3 separate regions of the Mus musculus genome follow, and all the other regions are linked to region 1. Evidence: chromatin contacts called from public Hi-C and HiChIP or PLAC-seq data. All regions are on one chromosome and are shown on one strand. Each heading gives the region's core, a stretch centred on a gene start, on an enhancer-like site or on the middle of the called end of the contact. The rest is flanking DNA. Distances are from core to core; before and after follow the strand shown.

What was found. A called contact is a pair of places that touch in the nucleus more often than the background predicts. HiChIP or PLAC-seq counts read pairs in DNA pulled down with a chosen protein or histone mark.
Region 2: a contact with region 1 is called in an H3K4me3 HiChIP or PLAC-seq map of embryonic stem cells, with 23 read pairs. The contact joins the enhancer-like site here to the promoter of Dipk1a in region 1. A contact is called at or near these places in 3 of 39 promoter capture datasets (the 3T3-L1 cell line and macrophages), 1 of 15 datasets of contacts at CTCF or cohesin (the G1E-ER4 cell line), 2 of 484 Hi-C or Micro-C datasets (embryonic stem cells and large pre-B cells), 6 of 115 datasets of contacts at active chromatin or transcription factors (the 230-238 cell line, the SCID.adh cell line, bone marrow-derived macrophages and 2 more) and 1 of 9 other capture datasets (adipose tissue).
Region 3: a Hi-C map of uterus shows a contact between it and region 1, with 2.8 times the contacts expected there. The contact joins the enhancer-like site here to the promoter of Dipk1a in region 1. A contact is called at or near these places in 17 of 39 promoter capture datasets (the 3T3-L1 cell line, 3T3-L1-derived adipocytes, the C10 cell line and 14 more), 2 of 15 datasets of contacts at CTCF or cohesin (CD8 T cells and the NIH/3T3 cell line), 31 of 484 Hi-C or Micro-C datasets (B cells, CD4 T cells, CD8 T cells and 19 more), 20 of 115 datasets of contacts at active chromatin or transcription factors (the 230-238 cell line, CD8 T cells, the HPC-7 cell line and 11 more) and 4 of 9 other capture datasets (adipose tissue, embryonic stem cells, liver and 1 more).

The regions. Positions count from the first base shown.
Region 1 is chr5:107,985,385-107,988,528 of GRCm38.p6, reverse strand. It overlaps Dipk1a (divergent protein kinase domain 1A), which reads left to right and starts at 1,452. Exons shown (of 5, transcript NM_026062.4): 1 at 1,452-1,580. The coding sequence starts at 1,527.
Region 2 is chr5:108,043,143-108,046,286 of GRCm38.p6, reverse strand. No RefSeq gene overlaps it. Among named protein-coding and RNA genes, the nearest start is that of Mtf2, 21 kb to the left of the region's middle. Within about 2 kb of position 1,641, at least 20 of the 459 cell types and tissues checked have an H3K27ac peak or open chromatin away from gene starts, as enhancers often do. A contact at or near this core is called in the SCID.adh cell line and embryonic stem cells, where this site is marked.
Region 3 is chr5:107,945,448-107,948,591 of GRCm38.p6, reverse strand. All of the region lies in intron 1 of Dipk1a (divergent protein kinase domain 1A), which reads left to right. Among named protein-coding and RNA genes, the nearest start is that of Gm26387, 40 kb to the right of the region's middle. Within about 2 kb of position 1,686, at least 57 of the 459 cell types and tissues checked have an H3K27ac peak or open chromatin away from gene starts, as enhancers often do. A contact at or near this core is called in CD8 T cells, the HPC-7 cell line, adipose tissue and 5 more, where this site is marked.

The sequences.
Region 1 (3,144 bases), core at 203-2,702:
AATATGGCAGACATACACATATAAATAATAAAATCTTAAAAAAAAAAAAAAAAAGGGCTGGTGAGATGGCTCAGCAGGTAAGAGCACCCGACTGCTCTTCCGAAGGTCCGGAGTTCAAATCTGAGCAACCACATGGTGGCTCACAACCATCCGTAACGAGATCTGACTCCCTCTTCTGAAGTGTCTGAAGACAGCTACAGTGTACTTACATATAATAAGTAATAAATAAATCTTTAAAAAAACAAAAAACAAAAAAACAACTAAAGGAAACCGGTAGGATCCGTCCTTTCCTCCTTCTTCCTTCCCTCCCTTTGTCTGTCTTTGTCTTAAGTAGCTCCGGTTGGCCAAGTGCTGGAATTACAGGCATGAGTCACCATGCCCAGCTCATATTTACTTTTACTTTAGAAATTACTGAAGTCATTTAATTAAAAGTGAAAGTCAGTGGCTCATGCACTTCTTTGCGAGTAACAAAATATTATCCAGGTTAAAGACCTGTTTCCAGAAACTGAAAGCACTAGAAACATAAAGTACGGCATAGCAAGGGAAAAAAATGAAGTAGGACCTGCATCTCCCTGCATTGAAGTCACTCAGATCAATAGCTGTACTCCTCCCAGGGTGGCCCCTTCTCCCTTATTTGGCCATCAGTGTCAACAGAAGAAAGCAACGCCTTGAGGTGTATAGCCTTAACTGAGCTGCTCTGCTATATCCTAGAAGGTCTCCTGCCTTCACTGTATTTATCCGGCATTTATTTATTTAATTATGTATTTAACGTGTGAATCATGATTCTGTGGTAGAGGCAAGAAAACTCTGAGGCTGTTTTGCAAACAATGCAAACTTCAAAAAGTCGAAATGGTAAAAAAGAAAGAAAAAGAAATAAAAGAAAAAAATTGCATTAAATTTAAGGTACGCAAAGAGGCGAAGTGTCTGGAAGGCCACGCAGAACTGAGCGGGAAGGAGTCCCTTCCTCCCCTAGATAGCGGTGGTCGCGTCTCCGGAGAGCCTCCTTTCCCTGGAGAGGATCTATGAGTTAGTTGGTCGCCTAGGATGCAGCTCTAAGCATCCACAGAATTTCCGTGCAATCCGCTCGCACAGGTCCAGAGCGCGGACGGCGGGACTCCGCGCGTGAAGCCGCAAGCCTCACAGTGAAGTGGGCGCTCCACGGAGCCCACGTTTTGCGCACCCCCGTGCTGCTCGCACCCGCCTCGGCCGTACCCCTCCCCCGTCCGCGCCTCCCCTTTAAGCACGGAGGCGCAGGCGGATTTGTGTCGGCGGACGCGAGGCTCGACTCCCCTTTATGGCGGAGCCCCGCGCCCGCGCCTTGACGACCGCCGCGGCTGGCGGTGGGGGTGGGGTTCTGCGCGCGGAGCCGGCCTCCGCTACCCGCCGCCCTCGCCGCAGCGCGGCCCCGGGGAGCGCGCGCCGGGGGCGGGCCGTGGGCGGGCCGGCGGGGCAGGGGCGGGGAGGCCGGCGGGCGGCCGCGCTCGGGTCCGCCTCCGACTGCGGCGCGGCGGGGCGATGTGAGTGCCATGGCGAGGAGTCTCTGCGCGGGGGCCTGGCTGAGGAAACCCCATTACCTCCAGGTAGGCCGGCCGCGGCCCCGCCACGCGCCCTCCGCTCCGCGCCACGCGGGACTCAGCGCCCCGTCCTCCCTCCGTGCGCGCCCCGCCGCCTCCTGCGGACCGGCACCTGGCGGCGCGCCCTCCCAGCCCTGGTCCCGCTCCTCGGGCGCCGCCCCAGCCCTGAGCCCCTCTGAGTCCCGGCCCCGGACGCGCCGCGGTCCCTCCTCTGCGTGCTCTCCCGCTTTCCCCAAGGGCCCCCCCTCGACCTGCCATTCCTGACTCTGTGTCTGGGGTAGGAAAGGGTGGTGTGTCATTCCTCCATGCTCCACAGAATCGTGACCGATTGTCATACCAGTGGTTCCCCAAGTCCCAGCCAGTAGCTGTGCCTCGTGCAGATCCCCTGGGTTTGGTGTTCTCATCACATCTCTGGTTTAAATGGGAGGGAGGAGTAGGCAAGCTCGATCGAGGCGATGCTTTTGCAAAAAGGGGATGGTGACCGTTGTACGGCTCTTCACTCAGCCCGCCAGCAGTGCGAACGCAATTCACAGTCACGTCGTGTGTACTGTTGCCGTGTTAATTTTTCATGATTTTCTGTTCCGCTGTCAGTAGGCTTTAGAACCCTCCTGCTGCTTTGGTGCACTGTTTGGTCACCAGGGGGACCTAGTAGACGTCGTGAGTAGCTGAGCACAAATCCATAGCTCGGATGGAAAAACAACTACAAATCAATGCCTCACACATTGGCAGTATTGTTATATGTCTCTAGAGGACACTGCTTACATTAAAAGGCCTGACGACATGGGACGTGTATTTAGGTCAGTTGTTGGTGTGCTTCTTATGAGTATGGAAAAAAAAGAAAAAGTTGAGGAGAAACCGTTACTGTCCAAATAAATCTTATATTTTAATTTGAAATTTGCAAGTGTAAGTCATTACATCGAAACGAGAGAAACCCAGATTGAGAGACTGACTTGACAACTCATGGTTTTAAGGGTGTAAAACTGAATGTTTGTAGCAGCGCCACCAGAAATAGTTGTGCCTTGAGTACCAGTATTAGAACCTAGTCTAGCATTCCACCCCTCCAGGTTAAAGTATTTGGGCATGTTTAAAATCTTTGAACTTAAACTACTTAGCTTTCTATTATTAATTTTTGGAGTTGGTAGAGCTTTAGGCTTTAGTTTTGGCTTTAAATGTTTTCCACAGATGTGAATGCAATCTTTGGCGCTATAACTGTACAAAGGTTTTCTGATGTGGTTAAGGTTAGAAATTAAGAGTTCTGGATTCAATCCCCGACACCACGCAAACAAAATTAGTTTTACAAATAGTTATGCTTACATTAATGACAAACACTTAGTGTGTTTCTTACTTTTCTGAATTTGCATCGTTATCAATGATGAAATTAGGGTAAGCTTGCTAGTGGGCTAATATTAAGATTATTAATTTTTAAAAATGTTTAAACTATTTAAATACCAGCACTTGGGAATCAGGCCTCTGAGTTTGAGGCCAGCATAGTCTACATAACAAGTTCGAGATTAGTGACGACTACATAGAGAAATTTTGTCTCAAAAAAATTTAAAGGTAAACTTAAGAT
Region 2 (3,144 bases), core at 392-2,891, 58 kb before region 1:
ACAAAAGTAATTGATAGAAATATCATTGTTTGTTACTGGTTGATTGGTTTCTTGTTTTTATGGCACTTGCAGATCGGCAAATTTGGCAGCAAGTACTCTTACCTGCTGAGCCATCTTGCAAGCCCTGCTTTTTATTTTTTAGACCCTTTCTCTTTTGTGATTATAAAATAAACTTTTATTGTCTTTCTGTGTCATAAGTCCTTCTCTGAGAACAGCCTAATCTTTTGATAGCCACTGGGTACAAGTGTAAATTTTATCCCTGTGCAGATGGTTGATACACTAGTGATTACAAAAGGGGTGGGAGCAAGGGAAATATGATCTCAGACCAACTTTTACCACATTGTTCAAGCCCAGAGCAGTCAGCCCACCTGGGATCTTCTATACTGGGACCATTCACTCAGAGATGAGTGACTTAACCTTTGAAATGGATGGAGTAGCCAGCATAGCTGATTTTTTTTAATGTCTGAAATAAATATTTTAAATGTATCTCTAGAATAAACTTCCTAGGGATCATGTTGTATGTTTTCCTACACCTACTTTGCCATTTCCTTTATTTGATTTGTATGAATTCTCAGAACAGCTTCCCCACAAATATTATTAATTCTAACCTAATTCTAATTCTTTTAAATATTTAAAAAATCTCAAGTATGTAATTATTTGTGGGTCTATGTATATGTGTGGCTGTTGTTATGAACAGGTTCTTTCATTTCGCCATTTGGGTCTCAAGAATCAAACTCGAGTTGCCAGGCTAGCTGAAGCACCTTCACTCTCTTGAGCTATTTTATTAGCCCCGGTGAGATATTTATTTCTAAGATGGGGTACTTGGCCTCAACAAGGTGGAAGACATCTTATGTATAAGATTCTTTTGTTTTGTTTTGTTTTGTTTTGTTTTGTTTTGTTTTGTTTTGTTTTGTTTTGTCTTGTCTTGTTTTGTTTTGTTTTTCGAGACAGGGTTTCTCTGTGTAACCCTGGCTGTCCTGGAGCTCACTTTGTAGACCAGGCTGGTCTCAAACTCAGAAATCTGCCTGCCTCTGCCTCCCGAGTGCTGGGATTAAAGGCGTGCGCCACCACCGCCTGACTCACGTATAAGATTCTTAATGAGTAAGAATTAAGCCTAGCTGAGCATATAGTTACTCCTGTAATCCTAGCACTTGGGAGGCGGAGGCAGAGGCAGAAAGAGCAGAATTACAAGGTTATCCTCAGCCACTTTGTGAGCTCCAGGTCAGTCTAGGGTACATGAGACCCTGTATGGAAAAATAAGGAAGGAAGGAAGGGAGGAAGGAAGGAAAGAAAGAAAGAAAACAAAGTAAAGAAAACATCAGAAAAAGTGCCCCCCCACACACACAAATAAGTAAATAAAAATGTTGAGAAGAAAGAAAATGACAGAAAAAAAGTGGATAGGGTTACGGTTTAAAAAAAATGGGATGTGAATAAAGTGTGAATAAACGTGTTTGTACATGTCTCTGGAACATCCCAGAGCCAAATTAGAAAGCTTCTGACCAAGGCTAATAATATTAGCTAACATTTTTAACATTAGTGTAATCAGTGGGGAGAAGGCTCAAACATGCTACAGTGCACATGTGGACAACCCGAGGGGTGGGGTCTCTCATTCTACCACGTGGGTCCCAGGGTCAGTAATTCAGGTCAGCAGTCTTGGTGGTCAGCCACCGCCTTTCCCAGCTGAGCCTTTTCTCTAGCTCCCTGGCTGACACTCACTGCTGCCAACCACTGCGCTAAGAGCTCTACAGTCTGTCAGTGTCACACAGTCACACCTTTACTTTTCTCTGAGAAACCATCAGTTTGTGATAAACTGAAGTTTATGGTTCATGATCACACGTCAGTAATTATGGTTGTCTGAGCACTGAGGTTTCCTGGCTCCAAAATGCAGGCTTTGAAACGCTTTACCATTTGGCCTTTTATGAGAGAATTTCAGCCACTGGAACAGGATGTTTGTAGTGCCCTGGGTTGGAATTATCCCACCTAGACAAGGTGCTCTGGGTTGCTCTCAACCTGCTTTCCCAACTCCTGTCTCTATTTTGTGTTCTCCCATCCATTCCTCTTTCCCAGCCAAGATCTGTGGCTTCTCCTTTTCAGGGTAAGTCCTTTGATCAAACTTGACAATTTGTGGTTAACACCCAAGCTTCACCTCTCTGCTGGAATCCGATACCTTTGGATACTTTTACTCTCCCTCCCCCCACTTCAGTTTGATGATGCCCCAGGTGTAGCCACCAGAAAGCCAGATGTTGGACAACAGTTGGTACTATGAAATTAAGAGTGAATAATTCCCCCTCCCACCCCCCATCCCAGACAGGGTTCTTCTGTGTAGCCCTGGCTATCCTAGAGCTCACTCTGTAGACCAGGCTGGCCTTGAATTCAGAGAACTGCTTGCCTCTGCTTTTCAAGTGCTGGAATTAAAAGCTAAAAGTGTTTTTATTCTCCTTCTCCTCCTCCTCCTCCTCCTCCTCCTCCTCCTCCTCCTCCTCCTCCTCCCCCTCCCCTCCCCTTCCCCCTCCCCCTCCTCCTCCTCTCCCTTCTCCTCCTCTTCTCCCTCCTCCTCCACCCCCGCCTCCTTCTTCACCGAGTCTTACAGTAGCCCAGACTACCTGGAACTACTTACAATAGCCCAGAACTTCCTGTCTCCACCTCCCAAGTTATAGAAATACAGGCATGTGGCACCATTCATGGTTTCAAGTGGTGCTACGGTTTTGTGCTCATTAGAATCAGCACTCTATCAGATAAGCTAGAGCTACAGTACCATGTTTTTAAGTTATTTTATCATGTGTATTCATGTTATTTTAAATTTAACTTTTCCCTTCAGTTTTATTTTATATGTATGGGTATTTTACCTGTACATATGTTTGTGCATCTGTGAACCAGGCTTGTGCAGTGCCTAAGGATGACAGATTCCCCTGGAACTGGATTTAAAAACAGTTGTGAGCCCTTATGTGGTTGCTGGGAATTGAACCTGGGTCCTCTGGAAGAGCAGCCAATGAGTTTAACTACTGCGCCATTGAGCAGTGTCTTCAGCTCCTATGTATGAGTGCTTTCCCCACATGTGTGTTTGTGTGCTACACACGTGCCTGGTGCCCATGGAGACCGAAAGAGAGCATCAGATCTCCTGGAACTGAAGTTACAGATGGTTGT
Region 3 (3,144 bases), core at 437-2,936, 40 kb after region 1:
AACCTCTACTTTCTTACAGTTATTAAAACAGACATGCTGGGAACATATGATATTAGAATGGCCTCCTGGGGGAGATCACAGACTCCATTCTCAGATGCCATTAAGACAATTACAAGTTTATCTTCACTCCAGCCCCTGACAACCACTAATCCATTTTGTGTCTCCTATGTGAGCTTTTTTTTAAAAAGAATTTATTTATTATTATACATAAGTACACTGTAGCTGTCTTCAAGCGTGCCAGAATCAGGTCTCCTTATGGGTGGTTGTGAGCTACCGTGTGGTTGCTGGGATTTGAACTCAGGACCTTTGGAAGAGCAGTCAGTGCTCTTACCCACTGAGCCATCTCTCCAGCCCCCAATGTGGCCTTTTTAATCTGGTTTCTTTACATGTATGAAGCTTTCAAGGCTCACATTTGTGGTATGCACCAGGACTCTAGGGTCTCTTGTAGCCCAGGCTGATCTTGAACTTACACTATAGCTGAGGAGGATGACCTTAAATTTTGATCCCTCCGCTTTTGCCTTTTGAGTGCTGGGATTATAGGTATGGGCCTCCTAGTCAGTCTCCATGGCTCTGGGAATTGAATCCAGGGCCTGTGTGTGCTAGGCAGACATGATACTAAAGTTCCATCCCCATCCCTTCATTTTTTTATGATCAAGTAATAGCCTGTTGTATAGGACAGCATACTCTGTTATCTGCTCGCCAGATGATAGGTATTTGAATTTTCTCCATTTTTTACTATTACAAGGAATGCTGCTATGAACATGTGGAACAGGTCCAAATTCATGTGTGGACATTTGTTCTCAGTTCTTTTGACTGCATACCTAGAAATGGAACTGCTGGGTCACACGCTCAGTTTTTCCTTAACCTTTTGAAGAACTGCCAAATTGCTTTCCAAAGCAGCTGCTCCAGTCTTCATCCCTGCCAGCAGTGTGCAAGAGTCTGATACCTTTTGGCTTCATTTCCAGCTCTCAATGCAGGACTTGCTCTGTGGTAAACATTGAGTAGATGCCAAATTTCTTACTGATGTTCTCACATCAGGGAAAACTGGAGTAAGCAAAATGAAGGCTGATAGCTACTAAAACCTCCTGCAGATGGTGGAGGCTTCAGACAGTGTCAGAGCCCTACCAACATGGCTACAGCTTGGGTATGGCTTACCCTCTAAGTTTCATGTCCTGGAAACTCAGTCCCCACTGTACAAGCATGGAGGCTGAAGGATGACAATTTTGGTATATTCTTTATTTTTCTGTTTATTAGGGTTGGAAGAATGATGTAGATCAGAGAAAATAAACAGAGAAGAGTACTAAAAGATTGTTTCAGAGTAGGGGCTGTGAGGCATGGTTAGAGCCTCTGGTATGTGCTGTGTTGTACTGTTGACAGCTTCTTACACTCTGTGGTCCCTGTACATTGTATGTGAAGCCTGAAGGAATTTAAGAGATGATTAGACTCCTTCACAGGGTGAGGAACAGAGTACCCAGTCTGTGCAGTTTATGTGAAAGAGGCTGGTATCAGGAAGAATAAAATGGGTGTTTCTGGCGTGTTCTACTGAAGGACTCAGAATCCATCTTTGTGATATTTCAAAAGCATAAGTGTCCCCCAAATATGGATAAAATGAGCAGACCAGTTTGTCTTCTTCATATCATGGCTTAAAGACTGTATCCTTTAAGAATTGGAGCACACAGGGCTACTGATGGGTAGAGATAACTCATCAGAGGTCTATTGTAGCCCAGGCTGATCTTGAACTTAAGGCAATCAGTATCTTGGCTCACCCTTAATTCTCTCACATTTCATTGTATGATCTCAGGAATAAAGTGTATAAATGATGGTATTATAATGATTTGGTATTAATTTTGCCTTAGTTAGAAAGCCAGCCTGTTTTTGGCATGAATGTGGTGGACAGAAATAGCAGCTCAGCTAACTCTGTGGTTTCCTGCATGTGATACCATGGCTGCTAAGAGTCTGTTCAGCGTAGCTACACAAGATTGACAACAAAAAGACTATATACTTTTAAAATTTTTAAACCTGCCCTGTACCTTTTGATTTTTCTGAACTCATAGATTATGAACTCTAAAGACAGCAAGCTCAGCTCTGTACACTTGTCAAGCCTTTGAGAGGAGTGTAGGGTGTGCTCCCAGGTTTGAGCAAATGAAACCCTTTTGAGGTACCTAATACATTGTAATGCTTTTCAAATTACTTTTAGGAGTTAGGGAGCCTGCCCAGTGGTTAAGAGTACATATTGCTTTTGCAGAGGATCAGTGTTTGGTTCCTAGCACCACATAGTGGTTCTCAATGATCTGTAACTCCAGTTCCAGGGCATCTGGTAACTTCTTGCATCCACTGGCACTAAACATACACATGGTGCACAGACATTCATGCAGGAAAAACACTCATGTACATAAAATAAAAATAATCTTAAACAACTTAAGAGCTTTCACTCTCTTTACATAAAATTTCTTGCAAATTTTTGTATAATATTTTTGTACTCCACCTGTCTTCCCTTCCATCTAAGAGAATCCTTTATACGGACACATAGATTTTTAAGTTTTCATTAATGTAATTCTATTGTAATACTTATTCTGAGTTATGAATCATAAGTTAAAGAACAAACTACCACTTATGACCTTATATCGACCCAGTGTCTGAGTTCTTAGGCCAGCTGAGGCACACTTGTAATCGCAGCTATTCAGGAGGCCCACAGTCAGCCTGGGCAACACAAGTGAGACCTGTCTCAAAAAAGTTTTAAGGGACTAGAAAGATGGCTCAACAGTTAAGATGACTGACTGCTCTTTCAGAGGACCCAGGTTCCATTCTTAGCACCCACATGTTAACTCACAACCACCCATCATTCCACATCTGATGCCCTCTGCTAGTCCCCATAGGCACTGGGTACACACATGGTTCACACACATACATACAGGCAAGCTCCTATACATATAAAGAATTTAAAAGTTGGCAAAGTTTCTTTATGTAACCTTGGCTGTCCAGGAATTTCTCTGTAGATCAGACTGCTCTAGAACAGAGATCCACCTGTCTCTGCCTCCCAAGAGCTGGGAATAAAGGCGTGCACCACCATGCCCAGCAGAATTTAAAAGTTTTGAGTTCAGCCCATAGGGGCTCACAGAGACTGAACTGCCAACCAAAGAGCAT